Linked DNA regions of Mus musculus: all the other regions are linked to region 3. Evidence: chromatin contacts called from public HiChIP or PLAC-seq and Micro-C data. All regions are on one chromosome and are shown on one strand. The core of a region is the stretch at or near the end of the contact, and the rest is flanking DNA. Distances in the headings are between cores, read along the strand shown. Region 1 overlaps Grik3 (glutamate receptor, ionotropic, kainate 3). Region 2 overlaps Grik3 (glutamate receptor, ionotropic, kainate 3). Region 3 has its middle 31 kb from the start of Gm32908. Region 4 has its middle 110 kb from the start of Gm40249.

Region 1 (7,319 bases), core at 3,315-5,814, 460 kb after region 3:
CCCTTAATCCCATACTCCAGGGGAAGAAGCGGGTAGATCTCTGTAAGTTCAAGGCCAGCCTGGTATATGAATCAAGTTCTAGGTCAATTCAAGGCTACATAAAGAGACCTTGTCTTAAAAGAAGGTGAAGGAAGAGGAGGAAGAGGAGGAAGAGGAGGAAGAAGAGGGAGAGAAGGAAGAAGAGGAAGAGGAGGAAGAAGAGGAAGAGGAGGAAGAAGAGGAAGAGGAGGAAGAAGAGGTAAAGGAGGAAGAAGAGGTAAAGGAGGAAGAGGAGGAAGAAGATGAATGAAAAAAGAATACAGACCCCTGAATCTCAGCGTGCTTTGACCGAGCTACCCCACAGTGGGTGTTCAAGACCACTGAGGCTCCCAACTTTAGGAAATAGGACAGACCTGAGATGGCAAAGCAGGTCCTTTCTCTTCAGAGCTTTCAAGGGGAAACTGAGGCAAAGTGCAAATAGGCAACTGTGATCCTGCTTATCTTGTCCCCTCCTCGGGCCCCAGAGCAGTCTGTCCATCCCTAGTAATACTGGCAGAAGGCCAGGAGCCCCGGTGTTCCACAGAGGATGCACCTCCTCCTGCCAGCCAGTCCACACTAAAGTCAAGGCCACCCACCTCCCACGGAGCCAGGCTCAGAACACTGGCCTCAAAGCACAGGAGTTCCCAGGACTGAGGCAGGCCCTGTGGCTAAGGGAATTTGCATGTGACAAGCCTGGGCAAAGGCAGTGGTCCTTCCTGCATGTGTCTCTGGAGCCACATCAGGGGCAGCATGAGTTTTCCTTGAGAGACAAAGGACAAGTCTGGGTGAGAGTCTTGACTTACAAGCCACTAAGGGCAGAGGCTTTTCAAAGGCTCCAGAGAGTGGGAGGAGCTGTTACTAAACCTCAAAGGGCCTGGTACTTCCTGTCCCTCCAGGCTGCTGTTGGTCTTTGCCATCTCTCAGGCCTCCTGCTGCAAAGCTAGAAGAGGGTTTGAGTTCCTCTGTGCCTGCAGCACACCAGGGGGGTTTTCTGTCTGATCTCTTATAGAGTGGTCCCCAGCAATGAAGGATGTGGACTCACCCCTCCCTCCTCACTATGGCATCTCAGAGGAGGAAGGACTCAGTTCCTTCAGGCTAAAGGAGCTTTCCCCAGGGTCCTATACCCAGAGACCCACACTTCCTTCTCCCTCATCTCTGACATTCCCTGGAGACTGCTATGGCATCCACTCATTGCCCAGGAAGAGAGTCATTGGAGGAAGCTTTTGTTTTAGCGTTCTAAGGGTTGACATGAGGGCATGACGCCCACATGACAGTCTGCATTCATTCACACAGCAGTTGGTCTGCCCACCATTCTGTTTATCATTCATCCATTAGTCTGTCTATACAGTCATCTATTCATCCATCTATCCATCTGGTCAGTCACACGCCTGTCCATCAATTACAGTTAGTTTTAACTGTCAACTTGACCCAACATAGAATCCCCTCGAAACCGTCTCAGTGAAGGATTGTCTGAAACGGGTCTGCAGTTCTCTCTATGCGGTACTGTCTTAATTAAATTAGTTGATGTGGGAAAACCCAGTCCATGGTGGGTGGCACCATTCCCTAGGCAGGACATCGAGAGCTGAGCTGAGTAAGAATAGAGAACTCAAGCTGAGCATAAGCAAGCATGCATACGTTTCTCTCTCTCAGATTATGATCTTGGATGTGATATGGGACCAGCTCCTGCCCCTGTGACTTCACACAAATGCACTGTAACCCTGGGATTGTGAGATAAAAGAAACCCTTTCTCACCTAATGTGCTTTTTGTCAGTTTTTTTTTTTAATCATAGCAACAGAAAGGAAACAAAAGCACCACCCTTCTATCCATCTGTAAATACAGCCATCCGTCCATCTGACCTGCTCACCTACCCATCCACCTGTCTGTCTGTCTATTTATCCACCCATCTGTCCATCTGTTTGCTCATCCAGTTATCCGCCTACCCATGCATACCTTAGCTGATACTTTGGGATACTTCTGAGCTGGGGCTGTGCCAGGCAGCAGCCTCAGAACAAATGAGAGGAATCAAAACAGTCCCTGTCCTCAAGGCGCTCCCAGCCTGGTCAGTGAGAAGGCGGGAAACAGATAAATGACAAGATAATGTGATAAGTACAGTTACCCAGCTACGAACAAAGAGCTGTGAAAACACTTCAGCCCAAGCCTGGAGGAACAAGCGCTTAAGAAAGGCTTGTCAGAGGAGGTGCCATGGAAGCTGAGTCCTGACAAATGGATGGCAGCGTGGAAACCAGGAATAGGAGAGAGCTCATTCCAGCACACCTCAGAGGTGTCCTGTGACAGCCTTACATCCACAGCTAATAACTTTGAGGTTCCAACTAAATCCACTCCAGACATTAAATTCAAACCTCAGACAGTCATTTCAGACCTTGGACTAGGAATAGAGCCGTATAGAAAATAATCACCCAGACCTCTCAAAGACATATCCTTCCCCTAGAACACTAGCAAGTTCGTGTGGGGGTGAGGGGGGCTGTGCTTAACTCAAGCTGGCTGGCTGCTCCTTTGTCCTGTGGAAGAAAGTCTGACAAAGGCTGAACACAACCGAGCATATATCACTTCCCAAGTCAAGCGAGTGGGCTAAGAAGGCAGAGTTCAACATCCCTAAAGTCATCAGATAGGCAGTGCTATGGGTCAACTCCACGGCTGCCAGGCAAAGAAGGTCCTAGAGCAAGAGTTCTCAACTCTTGTGGGTTGCAAACCTCTTTGGAGGTTGAATGACTCTTTCACGGGGATCACCTAAGACCATAGAAAAACCATTTTACGTTCTGGCTCATAACGGTAGCGAAGTTCCAGTTCTGAAGTAGCAACGGAAATAATTTTATGGTTGGGGGTCACCACATGAGGAACTGTATTAAAGGGTTGCAGCTTTAGGAAGGTGAAGAACCACTGCTCTAGAAGCAAAGCTTGAGACAGGGTTTGAGTTCAAGCCATCTGCCTGAGAGCTACTCCAGAGAATACTGATGGAGAAGACGGGGGGGGGGGGGTGTGGGGGGGGGTGGTGTGTGTGAGTCAGAGTGGGAGGGGTGTGGCTGAGCAGATCATCCAGGAAACCCTGGGGACATCATGGTCAGACTCTGAGCTAATCCCGCCAGAAGGCAAAGGAGCAGAGTGTTTGTCCTCCCATTCCGAGCATCACTGGCTTAGGGCTATCCCCTACAGCTTCAGGAATCCAACACCTGTTGCCTGGAAAGGCCCTCAGTTAAGCACCTGCAACAAAATCCTGCCATGATGTAAGTCCCCCCCACAGGCTACAGACAGTGCTCAAACCAAGGTCACCAACTGAAAGGGAGAGTGGTTCCGGGAGGCAGGAGCTATCTTCCTTCCAGCATAAGGATATTCCACTTAAGGATATTCAAAAGAAACCTGAGTAATTAGGAAGGCACAGCTCTGAGAAACGATCAAGAGACAACGCAAGCATACAACCAACTGCGGGATAGAATTCCAGCAGGGGACAAAAGGGTGGCCCTAGGATCCAAAAGGTGAAGGGAAACCAAAAGCCTGTCCCAAGCCCTGTCCCCTTGGGGTCCTAACAACTCTTGGTGGAGGGGCATCAGGTAGGGGGACCTTATGGGACAGGAAAGAGGAACCTGGAAGACCTGTGGAGCACCTAATGACCCTGACCCAGGGCAAACACCAGCCATGGCCTGTACCTAGATAGACATCCATCCGGAGCCTCTCTGTGGGAAGCCTGGAGTCCGCTCAGGGCTGAGCAGGCCCCCGAGTAACTTTCCTCCAGAGCGCGGCAAAGTAAAACTCCTCAAAGTGCCGAGTCACAGGAAACGCCAAGATTCTTCACACACAGAATAATGAGGCAATAAAACTCAACTATAAAGTTAAATAATTTACCATAAATATCTAAAGCTCTCAAATTATTCTCTACATTAACTGCCTATGTTTAAAACGATCTTTGCATTCACTATGTCACAGATGGCGAAAGCAAGACAAGAGAGTCCTTGACAACTCTAACTGCAATTAGCCCTTCCCAGCTGCGGTGATTTAAAGGCCTTTTCAGTTAAGCTGAATGAAACACCCGCGCTTTATAAATAAAGGCTTTACCAGGCCCGACAATGAAGTATTTGAAACGTACAGGCCTGAGCCACTGGGGAGGGGGTGGCAGGGGAAGGCTGTCACCACATCCCCAAAACTGCCTCCCCAGACCCTCAGCCGTGGTCCCTCCCTCCTGCCTCACTCATTTGATTGCATATGCTCTCTACTCCCGCTCAGACTGCAGCCTCCTCCCCTAGGTCGGTCCACACTTCCCAATTCCCACCCAGACGCACACGCATCTCCATTCACATTTCTGTTGCACCAATGTCCTCTACACAGAACCCTATCACACACACACACACACACACACACACACACACACACACACACACACAGAGAGCATATAGCATATAGCTCAGTTGGCTGTACATCTCCAAGGAAGCAAAATGTGCAGGACCATGAAAAATTTTGTACTGTGTAAAGGCCAAATAAGGTCAGACATGTCAGCGTCTGTGGCTGAGTCCGGGTACCCTGGCCTCCTCTCCAGCTGGCCCAGAAGGAGGAGCTCTCTGTGCTGGGAGGAGCTGCCCTTCAACAGCACTTGAGCACCTCAGAGCCTGGCTGTGCATCACAAAGGAGGTCAAGGTTACCCTGATTGCCGCCAAACGTCCCTCCCCGGGGCCTGGCTGGTTAATTGCTTGGAGACTGGTGAGGCCGAAGAAGCTGTCAGCAAAATGGCCCTGTGAATCACATGCTTGGATCACTGGGATCTTCATGTTCATAAGGCTGGGCCCCTCCTGCTGCCAGCCAGCCACGCCCCTAGCACTGGGGGACACAGTCTGGCTAGCAAGGCTCAGCCACCTAGCGTCTTTTTTCTGCCTGGGATGCAGAGACCAGAGTTGGCCATGGCTCGGCCAGGAGTACTCGGGCTCAGTCTTCCTCACCCAGGCATATACGGGCAGAAATAACCATACCCCCTTTATTGAGCAATTACTTTATGTGGCATCCTGGCGCCATGCCCGAGGCCCTTGCAGACATAATCAATGCCCCTGGAACCTCACTAAGAACCTAGGAGCAGATGCTGAGATCTTTATGCCATTTGCAGGTGCGGCAATTCAAGTAACTTGTCAAGGTGTGTGCATTGGGGTGGGGGTGGGGTAGATGTCAATAAGGCAGCAAGCGCCCGCCCGCCCGACTCAGGTGCTGCCTGCTCTTCACAATGCAGCCTCAGAGCCTTACATCTGCCTAATCACCCCTTAAGTCTTTGCCCAGCCCTCCAGCCACCTTCCTTAGAATCCTATTTGAAGCTGGACAGTCAGGATGCCCTCTCTACCCACCCTTACGTCATCCCACTGGCGTCATCCCACTGGATCTTTCGGGGATCTTTGGGGGGGGTGACGCTTTCCCTGCACTACTCCTGGGCTACCCCCTGAGCTCCCCATCATGAGATCTCCCCTTGCCTCCCTTCCATCCTGGAAGGGCCAGTGCCCCTGCATCAGATCCAGCAAAGGATTCCTGGTAGAAGCCAGTTCCATAACCAGTTCAAGCCAGTGGGAAGACCAGGGAGCAGTGCTGGAGGGGCAGCTGGACTCCCAAGGATGAAGCCCAGGCAAACTCTCGTGAATGTGCTCAGATATCTGAGTTCCAAGGAGATGCCTGGGCTGGGACCCAACTCACAGAAAGGAAGAAAACAAAATGCCTTCCATCTCTGATGGATGGAGGAGCTGGAGGATCTTGGAGACGGGGTAGGAGGCACGGCATGGGCACATCAAAAGTGATCCAACAACCGAGGCAACTAGGCATCTGGGCACTGAGTAGGGCCCCTGCGTGAGTGACAGCCAGAGTTGCAGGGCCTGGGGAGGTGGCCCTGGGGGTGGGGCCACCTGCCAGTCTCAGAGAAGGAGGTGCACTTCCAAGGCCAGCCCTAGCTGGTGCCACTTGAGCCTCTTGGAAAGAGTCATAGGTCACAGATATCTGTAAGGAAAGGGACCTTGGACCTAGGGAGGAACTGCTTGCTACCTTTCACTCCCTTGCTGAGTTTGGGAACCTAAGGACAAAGATCGCAGATGGAATACGGAGGGAGAAGGCAGGACTTCAGTGAGCCAGGCCTGAGAGGAGAGTGTTATGAACGAACAGAGTCTCCAGTGGCTATGTGGGCAAGCTGGGCTTTCTCCTGAGGGCCAAACAGAAAGCACCACCCAGCCCTGTGAGCCAGGCGACAGAGGATGGGTAGAATAGTCTTCTAGGAGATGGAGAAAGATGGGGACAGCACTGAGCTCCTGGTGATGGGAGAGGCTAGGGGTGAAGGGTCACAGCGCGAAGTGAGGCAGAGGCACTTGCCCCATGGAAGGCATAGGATGAGGGAGTACCTGCTAATTAATTGTTCTTGCCTAGGACTGTCAAAACCACTGGGGGCAATAATCAGGCCTGTTGTAAGCACTTTATTTGTGTTTGTGTGGGGTGCACGCATAAATGCACACATTAATACACACACATATGCAAACTTGTATACATGTGCTCGTGGGTGTAGGATAGGTTAGCCAACAATGATATGGGATAGGTAGATCATCACTATTCCCATTTTACAGAAGAGAAAGATGAGGCAGAGAGGCTAAATACCTTCTAAAGCCATAGCTAAAGCACAGCCAGCATTAGAATCAGGACATCTACCTCCTGTAACACTAGGAGCAGATGAGCCAGTGATAGAGATGGGGTGTCATCTGCCTACAAGACTTGGGGACTTGCTGTGAATTGTAAGAAGCCAGGTCAGGAGTTGGGCATGGGAGCTCACACGTGGTGTTTTGCTAGATGTGTGTCCTTGACTTGGACTTTTAGACTCTTGAGCATCTGCATAGCTCTTCCACAAAGTGAGACATGAGTGAACCTCGGGCCCATGAGGTCCTGGCCTGTTATTCACGGCAGCTCCTGGGTGTCCTTACCGTGTGGGAATGTGATGCATCTGGGCAAGGAATGTGAGAATGGTAAGGCTGAGACATCGAGGGGAGTGGTGGCACCACAGTGACCCTCAATGCTGTGGGCCTTTACCTAGCACAATCTTGGGATTCCTCCAAGTCACGCTCCTTCAATGGGTGACCACTCAACCTGCAGACTTCGGCCTGGCCCACCTACCCAGTACAGTTAAGTTCCTCTGTCTGTCCTGCAACTTTATTTTCCGTGAAATAGCATCCATCCCATAGTGTTGTCCTGACTTTATACTCAGAATAGTGACTTGAAAACAAAATCCCATAAATGTCAGCTGTGACCTTCAGAGCTCTCCTTCATCAGGTGGTACCAGGACTAA
Region 2 (6,926 bases), core at 793-3,292, 380 kb after region 3:
AAAAAATTCAAAGGGGTAATTTAAAACATGGAGCTGATCTTTGCCACCGGAGCAAAGGCAATGAAGAAGACACAGATAACATATGTCTGGGCATCCATGTGAAAAGAAAAAAATCTGGACATAGATCCTACATCTTGCACAAAATAAGGGACACCCTAGAATGTCACAAGAACAAAGTTTAGACTTGGCTTTGGCAATGACTTTTTAGTTAACACTAAAGGCATACTCCATAAAGCAAAGACTGGATAGGCTGGGCTCACTCAAAATTAAAATGGTCTGTGCTGCAAAGGGGGCTTAGAAGAGTGAAGACAAGCCACGGGCTGGGATGCTCTTGGTAAAGGACTGTTATTCAAAACACACTTGAAAGTAAGAAAACAAAAAAACCATAAAAGTGGGCCAAAGACAGTAATAAGCAGCTCATCACAGAAGATATACAGAAGGTGAGCAGGCAGAGAAAAAGGCACTGTGTTCTATAGCATCCTTGCAGTGCAAATGGAAACAATAGCATGTTTATGAGAACAGCCAAAATCCAGAACACTGGCTTGGATGGCTCATCTTCACTGTCAGCTTGCCTGGATTTAGAATCACCTAGGAGACACACCTCTGGATGTGCCTTTGAGGGTGTTTTCAGAGAGCATCCAGAAGAAAAGACCCACGGGGCAGCAGTGGTGGTGAGCACTCGCCTTTAATCCCAGCACTCGGGAGGCAGAGGCAGGAAGATCTCTAGGAGTTTGACGTCAGCCTGGTCTTCAGAAAGAGAGTTCCAGGACAGCCAGGGCTACACAGAGAAACCTTGCCTTGAAAGGAAGGGAAGAAAGAAGGAGGAAGAAGAAGAAGGAAGAAAAGGAGGAGGAAGAAGAGGAGGAGAAAGAGGAGGAAAAGAAGGGAGAGGAAGAGAAGGAAGAGGAGGAAGAAGAGGAGGAGGAAGAGGAGGAGGAGGAGGAGACCTAACCCTGATGGACATGAATCTTAGGCTGGAGCCCCTGGAGCTCTAACATTCACTTCTCTGCTCTCTGACCCTGGGTGTGGTCTAACCACCCATCCCATGCCACTGCCATGCCTTCCTGGCCACGATGGGCCATATCTCAATTCACAAGCCAAAACAAGTCCTGCTCCCTTACAGTGCTTCCTGTCAGGTATTTGGTCACAGCAACAAGGAAGGGAAGTAACACTGTGACAATAGCCAATACTTGTGAAGATGAGGAGCAGCAGAGACAGCCCTGATGGCGGGGCGCAGAACTCTGATTCCAGCTGCTAATAAGACTCAATAAACTCTTTTCAAGGTCTCATCCCATGGCCTGGAACTCATTATGTAGCCCAGGCTGAGGTCAAACTCATAACAACCCAACGTTCTTGCCTTAGCCTCTCAAGAAAATCAAACACAACGCTTGTCATTCAATCCAGCGGCTGTGCTCTTTGGAATTTACCCAAAGGCGCTGGCAACCTAAGTCCACTTAGAAGCCTGTACAAAGGTGTTTACAGCCGTTCTATCTAAGATTGTTCAAACTGGGAGGCAACCCAGGACACTCTTCACTAGGTGAATGGACAAAGAAGTGGGGACATTCACACAGTGAGATAGGCCACGCTTACATTAAACCATGAAACGATTGGGAAGACGATAGAAGAAACTTAGGTGTGTCTTACACAGAGAAGGTGGCCTGAAAAGGCTGCAAACTGGATAGTTCAGCAGTATTCTGGGAAGGGATCACGTGGAGATAGTAAAACATGGTGAGTGGTCACCAGGGATTAGGGGTGGGAGGAGCTGCGTAGGAGGAAACACAGAGGCATTTTAGGGCACTGAGATCTCTCTGCATGACACTGTTGTCAGACCCATAGTGTTCAATACTGAAAGCGAACCTTACCCTGAATCCCACGCTGAGACAGTGTGTCAATGCAAGGCCAGCACCTGGAAGGAAAGCACCACTCTAGTCCCTGGTAATGGCCACGGAGGAGGCTCTGAGCATGTATGCGCAGGGGACGTGGGAAATCTCCCCGCCTTCTGCTCCACTTTGCTGTGAGCTGGAAACTTCCTCCCTCAAACCAAGTCTATTGAATAGAGAAACAAAGGGGCGGCTGCGGCTGCGGCTGCCGGGTGACCCGGGTGGGGTTGTTCAGCTAGTAAAATGCTTGCCTTGCAATCATGAGTTCAATCCCTGGACACTTTGTAACAAACAACAAAGGATGCTTTCCAAAGCTAAAGGGTTGATGACTAGGACTTGTAATGCTCTTCTTGGGAAAGCTGGGATTGGAGGACCCAGCCAGACCACTAGGTAAGTTTCAGGCCAGGGAGAAACCTTGTCTGAAGAAGGTGGACTGGGGTTAAGAGCACTGACTGCTCTTCTAGAGGTCCTGAGTTCAATTCCCAGCAACCACATGGTGGCTCACAACCATCCGCAATGGGATCTCATGCCCTCTTCTGGTGTGTCTGAAGTCAGCAACTCATGTACATAAAATAAATTTAAAAAATTAAAAATAATTAAATTGTTAAAATAAATTTAAAAAAAGAAGGTGGACAGCCCCTGAACAGTACCTGAGTTTGTCATCTGACCCCCCACAGAGGCACACAGCACGTGTTGAAAGTATAACAACGTAAAAACAGAATTCTAGGCCTTTAGGCCCAGGCTTGGGAATGTGGCCTTTGTAAAGGTATGCTAATCATAAAAGAGATAGCAACATTCCTCTACCCACCCGCTTCCTGGGTTCAAAGAGTGCTCATTCAAAGAAAGTCACCCTGGCCATTACCAGAACCTGCAATGCAAATGTGCTATTGTTAGGGGCTCTTAGAAGCTGTCTTGAGAGTTAACAATTACCAGGTATTCCTTGTGACTCTTGTAACTTTACACTTCCTTGTGACTCTTAACTGGTATCTTTGGTATCTTCCAACAACGCCCTCCCCACTTCCTTGAGTTTCGGTTTCTTCCTTTAAATACCCCCTTACCCAGCTACTCGGGGCGCCAGGGTCCTCTACCCCTGCGTGGTGTATGACCGTGGGCCCGAGAGCGCTCTTGAATAAAAATCCTCTTGCAATTTGCAGCAAGACCGGTTTCTTGTGGGTGATTTTGGGGTGCCACCTCTCCTGAGTCAGAACGTGGGGGAGCCCTCACATTGTGGGTCTTTCAGTGTATGTATGTGAACATACCCCGACACAAACATAAATAAATGTAATAAAAGATAAAGAGGAACTCAGGGGAAATAGTGAATATGTTAGAGTGCAAATCCATCCCTTCCCCGAGGATGTTAGCCCACCAGCTTTAACGCCTGAGAACACAAGCTTGTGAACCTGTGTGGGTGAGCAAGAACCTTCTCACACAAGCATGAAACAAGATGAGAAGGAAGGTTGCGAAGGGTCATTTCCTCAGAGCCCTCATCTATGGATGACTGCTTTCCTTCTGTGTTTTTCTGCCTCTCCAGAAAGTTCTGCGCTGAGCACGTACGTGCGCCACATCTAATGAGAAGAGTCACCACACCACTGTATTTATCTGCTTAATTGGTCAATAAATGGTCAAAATGCCACATGACATGGTAAGTCCATGTCTAAATGCATTGATGTAGAAGGATATCTTTATGGAATATTAATAAATAGAATCTCCTCAATGTCCCAAAGCGAGAGATTTCTCAGTATATTAAAACCCATCTGCACAGTGAAACGGGTCCTGAGCGTGGCAATGAGGACAAAGAATGATAAGATACAGGGACATTGCTTCAAAACACAGGAGGTGTGGAAGTGATGGGGGAGGGGTGTGCAGGGCAGGGGAGGCTGCAGGTCCAAAGAGCCAGGTCACGTGAGAGGCACGTGCAAATGTAGCTGGTTGATCTCTCTAGAGGCATGACACAGTCTTCATGATAAAACTCTTTTAAGGTTAAGGTCTGAACAGGATGCAAAAGACTGGAGGTTTCACCATCAGAAAAGACAGAGTTGGCATTAGTCAGAGTGCCTGCGGTGGCTTAGCAGGTAACTCCTGCTCTTGCTGTACAAGCTGAGGACTGAAATTTGCATTCCCAGGACTAGGGTTAAAGAGGAGCGGGGCGTGGCTTTGTTCACCTGTAACCCCATTGCTGGAGTGGAGCAAAGGAAACAGGCGGGGAGACTGTAGGATGGCTTGGGCTCCCTGGCCACCAGCCTAGGCAAAACAAAACAAAACAACAAAATCTGGGAGTTCCAGGTTTAATGAGATACACCTGACCACTGCCTTTGACCTACATGCATTGAGGCACACACGTGTGCACATGCATGCATATCTCTAACACATACAAGCACACACACACACACACACACACACAACTTGCAGATGTTACTACAGTTCCCTTAAAAACTCAAGGAAATCAGATGAAAACAGAAGCAACTAAGCCCAGAGCGCACTCAAGGGCCAGCCTGAGAATTACACAAAACATACAGCCTTCCTATGTCTCGGCCATAAACAGCAAGGAATTGCAAGGAATAAAAAGGGCCCTACTCACAAAAGCAACAGAAAAAAAAATAGTAAAATGCTTTACAATAAATGTGCAATTTCTCCATCAAGCCAAGTACAAAACTTTACTGGGGGACATAAAAGAAGACTTGAATAAATGGGGAGACATAACTTACTCCCGGAAGGGCTGGCTCAATATTGTAAAGATGTCAGGTCTCTTCAAATTAATTTATAAATTTAACGCGATTCCAATTAAAATAAAAAAGGACACACCAGAAGGACACACACCAAAATGTTAACAGTGGTACTTTCTAGAAAGTAAAGAACGTAATGGAGCGTGTGTTTTTGCTGTTGTTAGGCAAGCCTTCCGTGTCGAGGGGAGGGGTGGGAAGTAGGAGAGGCTTTAAAACGCTCTTAAAGAATGCTTACGAGCGCAGAGGGCAGCCATGGCCTTCCCTCAAAACACTGCAAATAATATCATATGATACTTGTTTATCCAATGAAAATCAGGTTTGAAATATTATTTATAGCTACAGAAGAAAAAAAAAAAGCTGGAAGGATCTGTATCCAAACATTATACTCAACTAAGTATGGGTACAAGGGGTTAATGGATTATTTTGCTCTTCACATTTTCTGAAGTTTCCCAAATTATTTATAGCAAATATGTACTGTTGCTTCAAAATATTTTTACAAAGTGTGTGTGTGCGCGCATATGCATAGCATACATGCTGAAGAGATGGCTCAGTGGGGAAAAGCACTTGCTATGTGGGAATTTGAGTCCGCATCTATGTGCAGAGCCGGAACTGGGACTCCACTGTTTTGGGTGTGGGGCTGCGGAGGTGGGGCTCACTAGAGTTGGTTCCAGGCTCAGTGGGAGACCCTGTATCTCGGGAATGAGTCAGAGACTGACTGCAGAACACAGGAAGTCATTCCTCTTCTGGCCTCTCTCACACATGCACACATATGCTAAATACAAAAGCAAACAAATGGGTAAATACCAAATAAGATGTTTTTTTTTTTTTTTTTTTATATTGAAAGCAGATCCCATTCTTTTTTTTTTTTTTTTTTTTAAAGATTTATTTATTTATTATATGTAAGTACACTGTAGCTGTCTTCAGACACTCCAGAAGAGGGCGCCAGATCTCATTACGGATGGTTGTGAGCCACCATGTGGTTGCTGGGATTTGAACTCCGGACCTTCGGAAGAGCAGTCGGGTGCTCTTACCCACTGAGCCATCTCACCAGCCCCCCAAATAAGATGTTTTAAAAAGCGAATTTTAAAAAGAAAAAAGAAAAACCAATACCCGCACTTCAGAGGCAGAGGCAGGCAGATCTCTCCAGTTGAAACCAGTCTGGTCTATAGAGTGAGTTCCGGGATAGCCAAAGCTACACAGAGAAACCCTCTTTGGAAAAGAAAAAAGAAAAACAAATGAAACAAAATAAAACCAAGAGCTCCTAGAGTCTGGTTGCTTCCTATCAGAAGAACACTCCCCTGCACGCTCTAAGGCTGTGGGGCACAGTCTTTTTCTTGGCAGGACTCCACAAAGGCTGAGTCTAAGCCTTCATCAATCCACTCTGTGAAACCTGCTGACATCTGCCCTGTGCCAACCTGCCACCGGACCCCCATCACCGTGGATCTTGTTTTTAATGGCTGACGATGACCAGCGAGCAGCTGGCATGTCTGTGCTCCATTCTTACATACAACAGTAGAAAGATTCCCCATTTAGGCTTCAGTGAAAGCATGCCTTGCTCAGACCCAGCCATCTCCACCAGAAGAAAGTCTTCCATGTTCCCAGGACTTGCTTTTCCATGTGCAGAGTGGGGTACACATTCAAAGCTTGACTCCGCCGAGGAAGAACTACACCAGCAAAGCTGAGTGTGTTGATTTCCTGAGGTCTCAAAAGGCACAGGAGGAAACAGTGTGATTTAGACAAATGAAGGAATGTGACTTTCCATATCCCAGGGCAGGTGTCGACCGTCTTTTCTTGTAGAGGTTCAGAGAACAAACATTTCTGCCTTAATGAGCCAGCTGATGTTTGTTGTAGTGATAACTCTGTCATGAAGGCACCCCAAGAAACTAATGGATGTTTCAACAAAATGCCAAACCTTAGCTGAGGCTACCTCTTTCCCCCAGTCTTCCTCTGCCTCTAACCTACCTTGCTCATCCTTCTACTTTATAAACACCATAGACCTGCATCCATGTGTTCTGACCTATGACCCAGGTGACACTTTGAGGGGAGGTGCCCACTGCACTTCTCTTTAGTTGGGGGAAAAGACGGGCTCTAATCTTACACACACACAGCCAAGGGTCCCCTTCTACTCTCTCCCTTCTTGATCTCCTTACCCTCTGCAGAACAGGTGCCTGGTAGGCTGGGTTCTGATCCAAGCCCCGCCCCTGTGGGCACAGGCCCCGCCTCTGTGGAACACAAGCTCCGTTGGGCTTTGGCTTCTGAAGAGTGCTCCTGCCCCACTTGGAGACAGCTCCCTGGTTCCCCTGGCTCATCTCCATTCTCTCCC
Region 3 (6,778 bases), core at 3,484-5,983:
GTGATTTTGCAGTGGGATATTCCTACCACGTGGAGCACCGTACCAGTGCCCGAGATGAGAAAAAAACAAAACAAAACAAAACAAAACAAAACAAAAACAAAACAAAACCACCCAGTCTCAGGTCCCAAGTGCCTTGTTGGGATTTTTTTCTGTTCTCTGGCAGGGGATGATCACCCCACTTAGCAAAGTCCTTACACCCCAAAACTGTGTGGTTCTCTGTGGGAACTTAAAACATAGCAGAGCTGCTGGGTTCTGGTGGTTAAGGGGGAAGTGGTGTGTGCCGGGACCTCGGAGGACTCGGAGCTGTCCCTGGTGCTGGAGCGGGGTGCATCTGTTGGAAGAGCAGCCAGGCTCACCAAAATGAAAGAAAGGGCTGTAGGCCTATAGTGCCAACCCTGAGAAGGTGCAAAGCAGGCTCAACCCTTCAAGGTCACCCTTGACTACTGTACTGGCTGGTTTTGTGTCAACTTGACACAGGCTGCAGTTATCACAGAGAGAGGAACTTTAGTTGAGGAAATGCCTCCATGAGGTCCAGCTGTGGGGCATTTTCTCAATTAGTGATCAAGTGGGGAGACTCCTTGTGGGTGGTGTCATCCCTGGGCTGGTAGTCTTGGGTTCTATAAGAAAGCAGGCTGAGCAAGCCAGTAAGGAACATCCCTCCATGGCCTCTGCATCAGCTCCTGCTCCCTAACCTGCTTGAGTTCCAGTCCTGACTTCCTTTAGTGATGAACAGCAACATGGAAGTGTAAGCTGAATAAACCCTTTCCTCCCCAACTTGCTTCTTGGTCATGATGTTTGTGCAGGAATAGAAACCCTGACTAAGACAACTATCTAGTGAGTTTAAGGACAGCCTGGGTTCTATGAGACCTTGTATCAAAAACATGTGATATGGAGAGGTGTATATACCTAGATACTCAGGAACTTAAATTAAAAGACAAGGTTAAACATACTTGGAAATCAACTGGATGCGACATTCGGACAGAGATTCTGCCTCATGGGAAGAAGAAATAGCATGATCCCTGGCACCAAGGAAGGGTAAGACTGGTGACCACATTCCATGGAGGTACGTGTGTGTGTGTGTATTTATGTATGTGAAGATGAACATGTATGTGGAGGCCAAAGGAGAATCTCAGATTTCATTCCTTAGGAGCTGTCCACCTTGTGTTTTTGAGATTTCTTTGTTGTTGTTGTTGTTGTTGTTGTTGTTTTTATCTGTTTTGTTTTGTTTTTTGAGACAGGGTTTCTCCGTGTAGCCCTGACTGTCCTGGAACTCACTCTGTAGACCAGGTTGGCCTCGAACTCAGAAATCCGCCTACCTCTGCCTACCAAGTGCTGGGATTAAAGGCGTGTGCCACCACCGCCTGGCTCAGAACCATGGATTTTTAACTCAGATGGCTGAGAGAAGTTTTCGCTGCTCTCTGAAACATCACAAGCCAAACCTCCATTGTCTGCACTGCTCTCAACATTGTTGTCTTCCAGGCTTCTACAGAACATCCTTACTGAGTGTTTGACAATCAATGGCTTTTCTAGTCCAAATTTCCAAAGTCCTACCACATCCTCCCCCTACGAAAAGACATGGTCAGGTCTGTCACATTAACGCCAACTATGTTGGTAACAATTTCTGTCTTAATTAGGGTTTCTTTTGCTGTGATGAAACACCCTGACCAAAAGCAAGTTGGGGAGGGATGGGTTTATTTGATTTATACTTCCACATCACGGTTCACTGAAGGAAGTCAGGACAGGAACTCAAACAGGGCAGGAACCTGGAGGCAGGAGCAGGAGGTTGAGGGCAGGGAGTGGTGCTGGCTTGCTCCCCATAGCTTGCTCAGCTGGCTTTTTTTTTTTTTTAATAGAACCCCGTACTACCTGCCCAGGGGTGGCCCCACCCACAATGGGCTGGGCTCTCTCACATCACTTATTAATTAACCACTGATTAAGAAAATGTCTACAGCCCAGTCTTTTTTTTTTTTTTTTTTTTTTTTTTTTTTTTTTTTTTTGGTTTTTCGAGACAGGGTTTCTCTGTATAGCCCTGGCTGTCCTGGAACTCACTTTGTAGACCAGGCTGGCCTCGAACTCAGAGATCCACCTGCCTCTGCCTCCCGAGTGCTGGGATTAAAGGCGTGTGCCACCACGCCCGGCTTACAGCCCAGTCTTATGGAGGCATTCTTTTCTCACTTGTGGCTCCCTCTTCTCCTGTGACTCTAGCTTGCATCAAGTTGACATAAAACTAAGATAGCACAACTGACCCTTGGTCAACCTGGCACACAAACACATCACTAAGAAGCCACAACCTTTCTTTTCTTATTCACCCCCAAGATCTCACATTAAAAACATAAGTAACTTAAAAACTCTCATAGTCTGTACAAATTCAAACACATTAAAACTTCAGTTCCTTTAAAATATCCAGCCAGGGCACAGTCACAGTCAAAAGCAAAAACCAAACTCCAGCTGTGTAAAAAACTCAGTATCTAATGTCTGGGATGCACTCATGACCTCTGGGCTTCTCCTAAAGGCTTGGGTCATTTCTCCTTTGCCGCCTGGTGCTGCACACAGATTGTGTCCTAGGCTTAGGTTGGCTCCATGCTATACCTGCTGCTGTCCTTGGTGGTCATCCCATGATACTGGCATCTCCAAAATGCTGGGGTCTTCTGCTGTAGCTGGACTGAACTTTTACCAAAAGCCTCTCCTGGGATTTCTTCAGAGACTCCAGCCCTGCGGCATAGCACCAAGCCTCAGCTGCTCTCCATGACTCCTTCATGCCTTCAAAACCAGTACCACCTGGGAGATTCTTAGACAACTAAGCTCAGCTGCCAACAGGAAGTACAGCTGTGACTGCTTCTGGAACACAGCTCCTGTATGATTCAAGGCATCAGCAGTGCAATGTAAAAATATGAACATTGCTGTGTTGATAAAATGATATGGAGAGAAGAGTATGTTTGGTGAATGTGTAATCAGGTGTGTGTGTGGGGGCGAGGGGGTGCCTCCGAGGGCCCATGCTGAGGCATCCCTTCCCCCTGAGGGACCAGCCACAGAATAGTAGAGAGGGGAGTTGAGAGGGTAGGGGGGGAGGGAGAGAGAGAGAGAGAGAGAGAGAGAGAGAGAGAGAGAGAGAGAGAAGAAGAAGAAGAAGAAGAAGAAGAAGAAGAAGAAGAAGAAGAAGAAGAAGAAGAAGAAGAGGAGGAGGAGGAGGAGGAGGAGGAGGAGGAGGAGGAGGAGGAGGAGAAGGAGGAGAAGGAGGAGGAGGAGGAGGAGGAGGAGGAGGAGGGAGGAGGAGGAGGAGGAGGAGGAAAGTAGAGAAGTCATGAGCATGCGGAGAGAGGGGGTAAGGGATGAGAGGACAGAGCAAAGCAGGAAGGCAAGAGAGCAAGAGAGAGAGAGGAGGGGGCAAGCATCTCCCTTTTATAGGGAGTCAGTGTTGCCAGGTAACTGTGGGACGGGGCTTAAACAAAATGTTAACAAATATATTCCAGTAACAGAAACTAATATTTCAGAATCAGTAGAACCATTCAATTTATCTAGTTATTTTTTAATATGTGGGTTCTGAGGCTCGAACTAAGGTCCTTTCTAGGGGTTGGACTAAGGTTGTCATGATTGCAAGTACTTCATCAGCTGAGCCTCCTCCCTAGCCACCTGCCCTGGGAACTTTCCGAGGGAACACCCCTGCTGTAGAGTACTTTGGTTCAGAGGTTTGACAAGGAGAGGCAGGGACAGGGCCAGCTCAGAGAAAGAGTCAGCAGGCTGTGGGATGCCTTATGTCCCCTTTAAGCTGCCATAGTTCCAAAGCAGTGTGTAGGGGGAGACCCTAGTGGAGCCTGTCTCAAGGAAGAAGCTGGTGGCTTATCCTTGGCACTCGGGTCCAGTCTGTGATGGTGAGGTCTGGCTAGCATTGGGAGTCTAAGGATAAAGGTCACAGCTGGCCAAGTGCTTGGCTTCAGGCTGCTCCTGACAGCACTTGCAATCCTGGGACAGCCTTCCTCACGTGCCTTGGTCATGGTCATTCCCAGAGGCCAGGACTCACTCATCCAGAAGCTATAAGCTTCAGCTTCCTGACTAGAGGCTAGTGCCAGCCTGGCATGGCCTTGGTAGGGACAGAATGACATGTTTCTTTTCTTACTCACCCCCAAGATCTCACATTAAAAACATAAATAACTTAAAAACTCTCATAGTCTGTACAAATTCAAACACATTAAAACTTCAGTTCCTTTAAAATATCCAGCCAGGGCACAGTCACAGTCAAAAGCAAAAACCAAACTCCAGCTGTGTAAAAAACTCAGTATCTAATGTCTGGGATGCACTCATGACCTCTGGGCTTCTCCTAAAGGCTTGGGTCATTTCTCCTGGTGCTGCACACAAATTAGGTGTGGGCATAAGGCTTGTTTGTATAATAATGTACATATTTTCGTCTTCCCCTGAGGATTGTCCTCCTTGTTAACATTAATGAGTCTGGGAGGCGAAGGTGTGGCTAATGTCTCAGCACAATGGTAAAACACTGGGACCTTCAGGACAGCCCTTAAGGCTATGCAAAAATATAAGGATGCAATATGAATTGTATAAAGCTTCACAGATCTAAAGGAACAGAGGCACCTGCACTATGAGCCAGCTTGTCAGAGAGATACAAAGGCAGGCAGATACAAAGGCAGGCAGATTCCTGAGTTCAAGGTCAGCCTAGGACAGTGCAAACTTAGGTTCTGGCCAGGGCAGAACCCCAGGGTGGAGTCCCACCCAGCTCTCTTAGGGTCATGGAATGCTGATTCATGGGGATGGCCAAGAGGGAACTTGAAATAAATGACTGATGCCGGGTGTGGTGGCACACACCTTTAATCCCAGCACTCGGGAGGCAGAGGCAGGTGGATTTCTGAGTTCGAGGCCAGCTGGTCTACAAAGTGAGTTCCAGGACAGCCAGGGCTATACAGAGAAACCCTGTCTTGAAAAACCAAAAAAAAAAAAAAAACCCAAAACAACAACAACAACAAAAAAACCAACCAACCAAACAAAAAACCTTGCCTTTTGGTCTGCAGGAGATGAGCTAGCAGTTATTTTTTAAAGTTTTTTTTTTTCCCTAGTGAGAGCTGACCTGTTTGGAGAGCTCTTGAGATTAAACACAGCTCTTCAAGACTTTCTAACAGGATTTCTGATTTTAGTCAGAAAATCCATGGAGAGCAAACATGACTCTTTTAGAATTTTTTCTTTTTCTTTTTTGTTTGTTTGTTTTATTTTGTTTTTTTGTTTTTCGAGACAGGGTTTCTCTGTGCAGCCCTGGCTGTCCTGGAACTCACTTTGTAGACCAGGCTGGCCTCAAACTCAGAAATCTGCCTGCCTCTGCCTCCCAAGTGCTGGAATTAAAGGTGTGTGCCACCACTGCCCGGCTTAGAATTTTTTTCTAGCAGGATTTCTTGGTCAGAAATCCTGAGAATTACTTAGAGAGCAGGCACAGCTCTTCTGGAATGTTTCTAGGAGCAATCCAGAGACGGCGACCTGAAGAGTGAACACAGCTCTTTAGAGGTTGGATTTTTTATTTTTTATTTTTCTGATTTTAATTGGAAAACCCAAGAACTAACTCTAGAATTTTTCTAACACAGGATTTCTGACTTGGTCAGAAGAGCAAGAATTTTTTTTATAGCCACTTTTCTGACATTGGTCTGAAAACTCATGAGCTATCCAGAGAGCTTTTAGAATTTTTACTAGCAGAGAGAGCTGTCTTGAACAGAAAGCTAGCTGTTAGAGCTTTTAGAATAACAAGAAAAAGAGCAGAGCAGAACTGAGGACAGACAGACAGACAGACAGACAGACAGACACACACACACACACACACACACACACATACACACAGAGCCTGGAAAGCCATCTTAGCACAACATAGGCTGCCGGCTTAGACCCACAATTTGACTTTGAGTCTTGTTTTTGCCACTCTCAGACACCCTTTCTCTCAGAACCTCGACCGAGCCGAGGCTGGTCCTTGGCAGGCAAGGCTGGTCAGATGTTCCCACCCATGTTCAAGCCTTGTCTCTGATGGATAACACACACTTCCCATGCCTCCTCCATTCTGAGCCCAGGATCTGTGCTCACTGCTGGGCTGGCTTGTCCTTTCTGGGAAAGAGGAATTATAGAAGTTCTCAGGGCAACTTAGCTTCCTCCTGACTATGAACAAGCAAAAACCAGGGACAGCACTGTAGGCTACAAGCCTTGAGCCCAAGGCACAGCCCTCAATCTGTCATACCCATTGCACAGATGGGGAAAACAGAGACATGATGATATTTATAGTCATATAAATCCGGCCATGGGTTTGGCCCTTGGGAGAGCAGAGTCTTATGTTCATGACAGTCATGATGAGGTCCCCATTCCTGCATAGCCAGCCCATCAGCACCCAGGCTCCCTCATCTGCAGATCTGTGTTTGCCTGATCCCAGATGCACACTTCACACCACTCTCAATTTTCCATCCTGCCTCTAACGCTGAGTCTGGTCAGATAGGGGCTCCCTTATGTCAAGAACTGGGTGGTCCCTTCCTTATCTAAATCTACATAAAACATCTGAGACTTGAATTGAAGCAGGGAGATAATTTTTGTTTTGCTGTGACTTGTCACTTGAAGGAGATCTCGTTGGCCCCCTGAGGCAGAGAGAGCATCCTGAGTCCTAATTTGATGCTTTCTTTGAGAGACCTCCGAACTGGTCTTTTTGAGGGTTGACCCATCTTCCTTACCAAGCCGGTTTCTTGGTGCTCTCCACTGGTGGCCAGCAGGTGGCGCTGCAGTCCCAGTTTTGCAGGGCTTAGCTCTGTTC
Region 4 (7,622 bases), core at 4,162-6,661, 260 kb after region 3:
GTGGTGCCATCCCTGGGCTGGTAGTCTTGGGTTCTATAAGAAAGCGAGCTGAGCAAGCCAGGGAAAGCAAGCCAGTAAGTACCATCCTGCCATGGCCTCTGCATCAGTTTCTGCTTCCTGACCTGCTTGAGCTCCAGTCCTGACTTCCTTTGGAATAAACCCTTTCCTCCACAACTTGCTTCTTGGTTGTGATGTTTTGTGCAGGAATACAAACCCTGACTAAGACAGGAGGTGAAAGCAGAAGTATCAGAAGTTCAAAGCCATCCTTGGTTACATAGTGAATTTGAGACATGGGACCCTGTTAAAAACAAAGGAAAGATAAGACAAAGGGAAGGAAGGAAGGAAAGAAGGAAGGGAGGGAGGAGGGAAGGAAGGAAGGAAACCAAGAAGGGATGTTTGACTGTTTCTGGAGGTGGAAGATGTGGCGCACCAGGTCGTCTTAGGCCTGTGGTGAGCTGTGCCAGGCCTTCATGAGGTGAGCATGTGAGAGAGTAAACTCCTTCCCAAACAGCCTGAAGTAAAAAGAGAGAAAGTAGAAAAAGGAAGGTCCCGCCATCCCCTGTGAGGACACATCCCCTCCCCAATAAGGAGAGAGAGAGAGAGAGAGAGAGAAAGAGAGAGAGAGAGAGCTCGTGAGGCCCCACCTCTTACCATTTCTACCATTTCCCGTTCTCACTGTGCTGGGGGGCAAGCCTTCACCATGCGAGGGGCATTTACAATCCAGACTCTAATGTGTGCATTAGCAAGAAGTGGCTAGAGAAGTGGCTCAGCAGTTAAGAGCACTTGCTGCTCTTGCAGAGGACCTGGGTTAGGTTGCCAGCACCCACATAGTGGCTTACAACAATCTATAACTCCAGTTCTAGGGGATCCAGCACACTCTTCTGGTCTCTGCAAGATACCAGTCATGCACATGCTACACATACATATATAGATACATGCAGGCAAAACATGCATACACATACAAATTAAATCTTTACAAACCGTGCAGATGGCTTACAATCTTTCTGTTATGCTAATCTTTAAGCTTTGCCTTTTCAACCACACCCAAATTCAGTCAAGCCACATTGTCAGTGCTCTGGAGCCACCCACGACTCTCCTGTCTGACATAGGAGATCTAGAAAGTTCTCTCAGGAATTCGTGTTTGTGCCCAAGGCCAAGCAATGGCCTGGCCCAGGGAGGGAGTGAAAGTTGGCATGGTGTTGTTGCCTATTGCAGAGTTCTGTTCTCCAGGGCACAGACCAGGATGGTGCTTGCCCAGGGCCTGCTGTCGGGGACAGTCACGTGACTCTTCTGTCTCGTCCCAAGAATGGTCTGCAATAGCCATTCTTTTGGTTTTGAATGAGTGAGTTTATTGAGTACACAGCAAACAAATGTACAAGAATAAGTGGTGAATGGTAGACAGAAGCAGCAGGCAGGCAGGCAGGCAGGCAGACAGACAGACAGACAATTACACATCATCTGTTCAGGTGCTCAGAAATCCAGAGATGACCGAGGTGGCCCAACTGAGAGAGCAAATGAAAGCATATGGCATCAGATCAGGAGCAAACACCTGGCAGACACTGACTGACTGTCCTTAGACAAGGGGTCTTAGAAAACACTGGAAATAAACATGTTCATGTTGGAAGTGTGTGGGGTCTCCTGAGCCAGCTTCCTGTTGCGCTCAGACAGCACGTGGTAATTTTCCAATGTGAGAACTGGAGCAGGCAAGGGTACATGAAACTGTGTGTGTGTGTGTGTGTGTGTGTGTGTGTGTGTGTGTGTGTGTACTTGTGCATGTATATGGGCACACACTCAGGTATGTAGACATGACTGTAGAGGCCAGAATTTGACCTTGAGTGTCTTCCTCAACCACTATTCTTCATCTCTCTTTTTTTCTTTTTTGAGATAATATATCACGCTAAGTTCGGAGCTGGCTGATTTGGCTACATGAGCTGGCCAGCAAGCCCCAGAGATCTTGTTCCCACCCTTCCATTAAAAAGAACATGTTGCAGTGTCCAGCCTTATTATATGGGGGCTGGGAATCTCTACTCAGGTCTTCATGATTGCATGGCAAGCATTTCACCGGCTGACCCTCCTCCACAACCCCTGATGGGGAAAGCTTTATGAGCCAGTGTGCCAGGGACTATGTTGGTCTTTCTTCTGCCATAGGTGCCAACAGTGATCTAAATGGTTGCCGCACATCAGCCTGAGTTCAGAAGGGGACTGTGGCATGGACAGGCTGATGCACAGAGACCAGCTGCATTTGTCACACTGAAGCTGGGTCAATCCCTCTCTGAACCAAGGGAGTGTGTGGGTGGCTGTTAGGACATCTTGGAGACTGTTTTTCATGAAACCTGCATGTCTCAGTCCATTGTGCTTCCATAAGAGAACATCAAATGGGCGCTTTATGAAGATCAGACACTTGGTTATCTCAGTTCTGGACTCTGGGAGTTCAAATTGAGGATCTGGAATCTTCTAGAAGAGCTGTTCTCTGCTTCCAAGGTGACACTTGAAGCATTGTGTCTTCAAATGGTGGAAGGCAGAGGGCATGGTGGGGAGTCTCTGCAGTGAGGCACCAGGGCTCTCCCAAGACTCTGTTACCTCCTGAGACCTCCTTATAATATGGCTACACTGATTGTTAAGTTTCAGCACACAGGTGGTGGAGAGAGAAGCCACCACTCACCACAGCACTGGTATCACGTGTTCTAGGGTCCTAGGATGTCAGCACCAGGGTCCTACAGTCTCAAGACAGGCCTCGGGTATGTGGTAGCCTCTTGGTGGGAGGGGCCTTGGGCTTCAGGGCAGAGTGGGGAGCACTGACCTTTGATGGTTACCCTGTCATTAATGACGGCTATTCTCTGACTCTCCAGGCATGTGCACGCTGGCCAAAGCCACCTCTGTCCTCAGACTTGCCCAGAATCTTGGTTATTTCCCAGCCAGTTATCCTCGGACTAGGTGCGAAGCTGGAGCAGTGTGCACCTGGGAAGGGTCAACTGAGGCCAGTGTAGGTGAACCGCTACTGCTGGGGACTCCAATGATGGCCATAGAGTGGTCTGTTACCACTCCTTCTGAAAGAGCCTGCTACCACAGAGGGGTGGAGGGTCATTGTGGAGGAGCTTCTGTGCCCTGGAGTCTCTCTCAGCTGCTGTATATGGTCAAGATGGCTTCTGGGCCAGCCTAGAAAGTCTCATAGTAGCTGGCCCTGAACTGCATCATCTAAGATATACAGAGGGACCAAGAGAGGGTGTACTAAGCATGTGGTAGACAGCAAAGGAAATGGTTCTCCTCTCTCTCTCTCTCTCTCTCTCTCTCTCTCTCTCTCTCTCTCTCTCTCCCTCTCTCCTCCCTTTCCCCCTGCTCTCCTTTAGTTTGTGAGGTGGGAGGAACAGTGTACCACCACTGGTTTCCAGGGAGAATCGCTGCACAGCAAGAGCGGCGTGGGCGGACGGGGATCTGTACTCTCTCACCTTCAAATCCACTTGGGAAGGGGAGGTGGGCTTGGAGAAAGCACTGGGTAGGCTCAGCTCAGGTCCCAACCCTCTGGGCTCCATCTGCCTGCTAGAGAGGTTTCCGCCATTTTCTCTTCTTCCTTTTGGGGTGTATTTTTCAGGGGGAGGATTTTGGCTTCAGTGGGGCTCATTCTAAAGACAGGAGTCTCTTATTCCTGGATTATATTTACCTCTGTGCTAAGGTGGAAATTTTCACCTACTTTGATGTGGTTCTATTTGGAAGGGAAAGATGTTTTGATTAATTAATTAACTAATTCTATTGTGTTCTTTTACGAAGTGTTGGTGTTAGGGGGTGCAGAGAAGACAACTCAGTAAAATGCTCGCTGTGCATTCTTGAGGCCCTACCTGAGTTTGATTCTCAAACCCACATAAAAGTTGGGCATGGCAGTACTGGGGTCTATACCCCAGTGCTGGGGTAGCAGAGACAGGAGGATCCCTGAAGTTCCCTGGCCAGGCAGCCCAGCCAGTGAGTAAGTTCTGCTTTCCTGCCTCGGAAAATAAGGTGGAAAGTGATCAAGGAAAGCATCCAGAGTCGGCTTCGGGCCTCTACATGCATGTGCACATGTACCCATTTATATGCACACACAGACACAGACACAGACACACACACAGACATCTCATGCACGTAGAATCCTTGGTGTTAAAAGGTGTTTCATTGCAATATATATATATATATATATATATATATATATATATATATATATATTGTTCATGTTTTTAAGTGAGTGATTTTTGCAAAATGTTTGGCTTCCCATCAAGTGTCAGACATTCAGTCAGTTCTGACAACAGTCAGTCTCTATCACCAGGTCCTAGGTGACAGGTGGAAAAAGAAAAGAAAAAAGAAAAGAAAAGAAAAGACCCCAGCAGCAACAACAAAACCCAAAACACAAAAGCCTTATACTCTGGATGAGGTTAGGCAGCAAGGTCCCAGCTAGCAGGACACCTGGCCTGTATGCCATTCACTGTCACACGACCTCTCAGACCAGGCACTTCATCAAGTATGGGGTGCACTTGGGAATCCCATTCTTGGGGTTGAGTCTGGTTTGTTTGCTCACTGTGCAATTTTAGGACACTCACTTAACTTCTCTGAGCCTCGGCCATCAAGTTTTCCTACCCAAGCAAGTACAACAAATTTTCAGTTTGTAGACCACGTGAATCTCACAATGCCATATGGTAGTTGGTGACCTGCGCCTGCTGATGTCACTTGGACTAAATGGTCATCTCACCGAGGCACAGGCTGAGGAAAACACAAGGAGTCCTTCCTATGGCTGCCTCCCCTTCCTCCTTCCTCTCCATGTTCTGCTTGCTCTGCATTCAAAAGCCCACCCTACCACCCACCACCGTGGCCCGGAATGTGCTCCACCGAGAGCACTCAACTCCCAGCTCCGTGTTTGTAGCAGATTTCACGCCAACGCAGCTTACCATTTTGACACCGCCAGATCGCGCCTCTTTATTTCGTTGCAGATTTGTGGGTTTTTCCTCATAAAGTGTTTACTGCGTATGTGAAATATAATCACGGCTTTATGAATATGAACTAGATTATTTTAATGATTGCAGGTAATTTGAAACTTAAGGGCAATCACATTTCCCAGCCATCTACAGCGTTTCGGAGACACGAGTGAGCGGTTCCAAACAGCCGCGGTCGCGCACGTCTGCCCCTCTGTGGTCTCCCCGCTCCAGCCCTGTGTTACGGTGATCTGATTATTGTAATTGATGACATTAGGAACCAGGAATCGCGCAGAATAATGCAGGCGCCTGTCATGCCAGAGCGCTTTTATTCATTGTCAGCGAAGTTCATAAAGTTGAAAGGGAACATCTCCGTGGACCGCGACAGCACAGAGCTGCATTCAGTCTGTAACTCACCAATGAAATGACGATCAGCAGAGGCCCACTTGAATGGGCGATTGGAAGCAGTTCTCTACACCCCTCCCCCTGCCTGGACCCCTGGGAGTTGTATTCTGCCAATCCCAGTCATCCTCAGCAGGAGGCCCCTGCCCTGGGGCCTAGGAATTCATTACCTACCGGGACCTGCCTTCTTTTGTTCCTGTTCCCAGATTTCAGCCGCTCTTTTCCAAGCCGGATCCCACCCACACCCTTTTGAGAGACTCTCTCCTCAGTCTGGAGACTCAGGCTAGAGAATTTTGTTTGTGACTCTTGAGGACACAAGGCAGGGAGCTCTTCTAAGGTGCTTCTAGAATCCTGGATCTTCTTTTTAAGGTGCAACTGAGATCTCTGTGGATTTTAAATGTTTTTACCTCTCTCTCTTCTACTGCTTTGTGTGTGTGTGTGTGTGTGTGTGTGTGTGTGTGTGTGTGTATACAGGTGCGTGTGGAAGCCAGAGGTCAACCTTGGGTGTCGTCAACCATCCGCTTTGTTTTTTGAGATAGGATCTCTCACTAAGTCCTGGGACTCTGCAGTTCAGCTAGGCTAGCTGGCCAGTGAGGTCCAGAGATCCGACCGACTGTCTGAGTCTCCCCAGTGGAATGCAGCCATGTACCAAAACTCTTGGCTTTTTACATGAGAGGATGGAGGTTTGGGGATCGGAACTCAGATCCTCAAGTTGGTACACTTTACCAATGGAGGGGCATCTCCCCGCCATCCCCACCTTTCTCCTTGGGCTCTTCCTCTCTTTTTTGGTGCTGAGATGGCAACTGAAGCTCTTGCACTAAGCTCTGACCTCAGCCTCATCTTTTCTTTGTCTTAGAGCTGAGCACAATAGCCATCAATTACTGAATGCCACAGCGTGCAGGCGTGGCATTTACGCGCTCACAGGTCATCTGACGGAATTCCTCCAAGCCACTTACTTATTCCCATTTTCCACACAGAGACACGGTGGGTCAGAAGGGCTAAACCACCTGCTTAGGACAGCACATTTTAGTTAGTGGTCAGTGATAGGACTCAAACCTAGACTTGCGTGGTTCCAAATGGTTACAAAGTAGCTTCTCTCAGAAGTGTGGGAGGCAGAAAGGAAGCGCATTTCAGAACTTTCAGGTGCATGGTGTGGAGGGGAATCCTGGAGCGCCTCCGGAGGAGTGGCGCTGGGAGCCCGGCTTCACACAGACGGACTGGAATTCTGCAGTGTGCTGGGGAGAGGTAGGGAATTGCTCATCAGAAGCTCAGAAGAGCCCAGAATTCAGGGGTGTGCTGGGATGTTTAAGAATGGCACAGACTCCCAGCTACATGGAGTGTGGTGACCTTGACCAGTGGTCACTGCAAGAGACGATGGGAAGAAGGTATCAGGCTACTTTTGGTCCCCCAGCCAGGGGGACAGGAACAGGTCTTACAGGGCAGTCCACTAACTAGAGGGAACCACCCCTCGCTGCCCTTCACCCCTCCTCTCCCCCACTGCACCATCTGCCTAGAGCCTTGTTCTGCAGGGTAACTGCAGCTCTCCAGCCCTGGGAAGTAGGTGAAGGAGGGCAGGATGGTTCTCCTCTCTTTCCTGCTAATTTGCTGCTTCTGCTTAAGCTTGTAAAAAGTTTCTTGAGCAAAACCACTGTGGCCTGCTGGAGCCCGCTGAGCTGCTGTAATTAAGCTTTGATTAGCCAGCTATAAACTCCCTTTTGGAAGCCAGCTTTGCCCTTGGAGGCCTTCTGTGGAGTGACCTGATCCTTAGGCCCCAGGACTCTGAGGATTTTCCCAGCCACCATGGTCCATAGGCAATGTATCTTTAGGAATGGGTTCGTATCACTATGCTCGGTCTCCTGAGATACATACAGACAGAGGGAAGACATCTAATGCCTGCCCCACTTCTCAGAAACACGGTGGGCAGGGGGACTGGGAGTGGGAGGGAGCCCCTGGCCTCTGTTTTATGACTGCAAACAATAGTTCTTGACCAAATGTATTTTTCTACCGCCACAAGCTTGTTGCAAAGTCGGTTTTATGGGTGCACTAACCCGCCTTTTAAATTATCACCAAGTGTAATAAAAAGGCAGAAAATCATCAATTTTCCTGAGAATGTGAGTAAAGTGAAAGTTAGTTACACGGTGGCCTGGGAGCTGTGGTCCAGCTGTGTCTGTAATCAGAATCAAGGCCTGCAAGCCTTGGGGGGAACAGCTGTTTCCGTGGCTCTTACTTGAGGGAGGTGAAATGGAGCAACGTGTTCCCCCCCCACCCCCACCCCCCGCAGGGAGA

The links. Hi-C and Micro-C count contacts between places; a contact is called where the count stands out from the background. HiChIP or PLAC-seq counts read pairs in DNA pulled down with a chosen protein or histone mark.
Region 1: a contact with region 3 is called in an H3K27ac HiChIP or PLAC-seq map of embryonic stem cells, with 3 times the contacts expected there. The contact joins two enhancer-like sites. A contact is called at or near these places in 1 of 484 Hi-C or Micro-C datasets (nephron progenitors), 7 of 115 datasets of contacts at active chromatin or transcription factors (embryonic stem cells and epiblast stem cells) and 1 of 9 other capture datasets (embryonic stem cells).
Region 2: an H3K27ac HiChIP or PLAC-seq map of embryonic stem cells shows a contact between it and region 3, with 3 times the contacts expected there. The contact joins two enhancer-like sites. A contact is called at or near these places in 2 of 484 Hi-C or Micro-C datasets (both in embryonic stem cells) and 5 of 115 datasets of contacts at active chromatin or transcription factors (all in embryonic stem cells).
Region 4: a Micro-C map of embryonic stem cells shows a contact between it and region 3, with 1.7 times the contacts expected there. The contact joins two enhancer-like sites. A contact is called at or near these places in 3 of 484 Hi-C or Micro-C datasets (the G1E-ER4 cell line, embryonic stem cells and nephron progenitors) and 5 of 115 datasets of contacts at active chromatin or transcription factors (all in embryonic stem cells).

What each region holds. Positions count from the first base shown.
Region 1 is chr4:125,532,041-125,539,359 of GRCm38.p6, reverse strand. All of the region lies in intron 1 of Grik3 (glutamate receptor, ionotropic, kainate 3), which reads right to left. Among named protein-coding and RNA genes, the nearest start is that of Gm32807, 25 kb to the left of the region's middle. Within about 2 kb of position 4,564, at least 47 of the 459 cell types and tissues checked have an H3K27ac peak or open chromatin away from gene starts, as enhancers often do. A contact at or near this core is called in embryonic stem cells, where this site is marked.
Region 2 is chr4:125,604,692-125,611,617 of GRCm38.p6, reverse strand. All of the region lies in intron 1 of Grik3 (glutamate receptor, ionotropic, kainate 3), which reads right to left. Among named protein-coding and RNA genes, the nearest start is that of Gm32807, 48 kb to the right of the region's middle. Within about 2 kb of position 2,042, at least 21 of the 459 cell types and tissues checked have an H3K27ac peak or open chromatin away from gene starts, as enhancers often do. A contact at or near this core is called in embryonic stem cells, where this site is marked.
Region 3 is chr4:125,990,311-125,997,088 of GRCm38.p6, reverse strand. No RefSeq gene overlaps it. Among named protein-coding and RNA genes, the nearest start is that of Gm32908, 31 kb to the left of the region's middle. Within about 2 kb of position 4,733, at least 9 of the 459 cell types and tissues checked have an H3K27ac peak or open chromatin away from gene starts, as enhancers often do. A contact at or near this core is called in embryonic stem cells, where this site is marked.
Region 4 is chr4:125,727,275-125,734,896 of GRCm38.p6, reverse strand. No RefSeq gene overlaps it. Among named protein-coding and RNA genes, the nearest start is that of Gm40249, 110 kb to the left of the region's middle. Within about 2 kb of position 5,411, at least 33 of the 459 cell types and tissues checked have an H3K27ac peak or open chromatin away from gene starts, as enhancers often do. A contact at or near this core is called in embryonic stem cells, where this site is marked.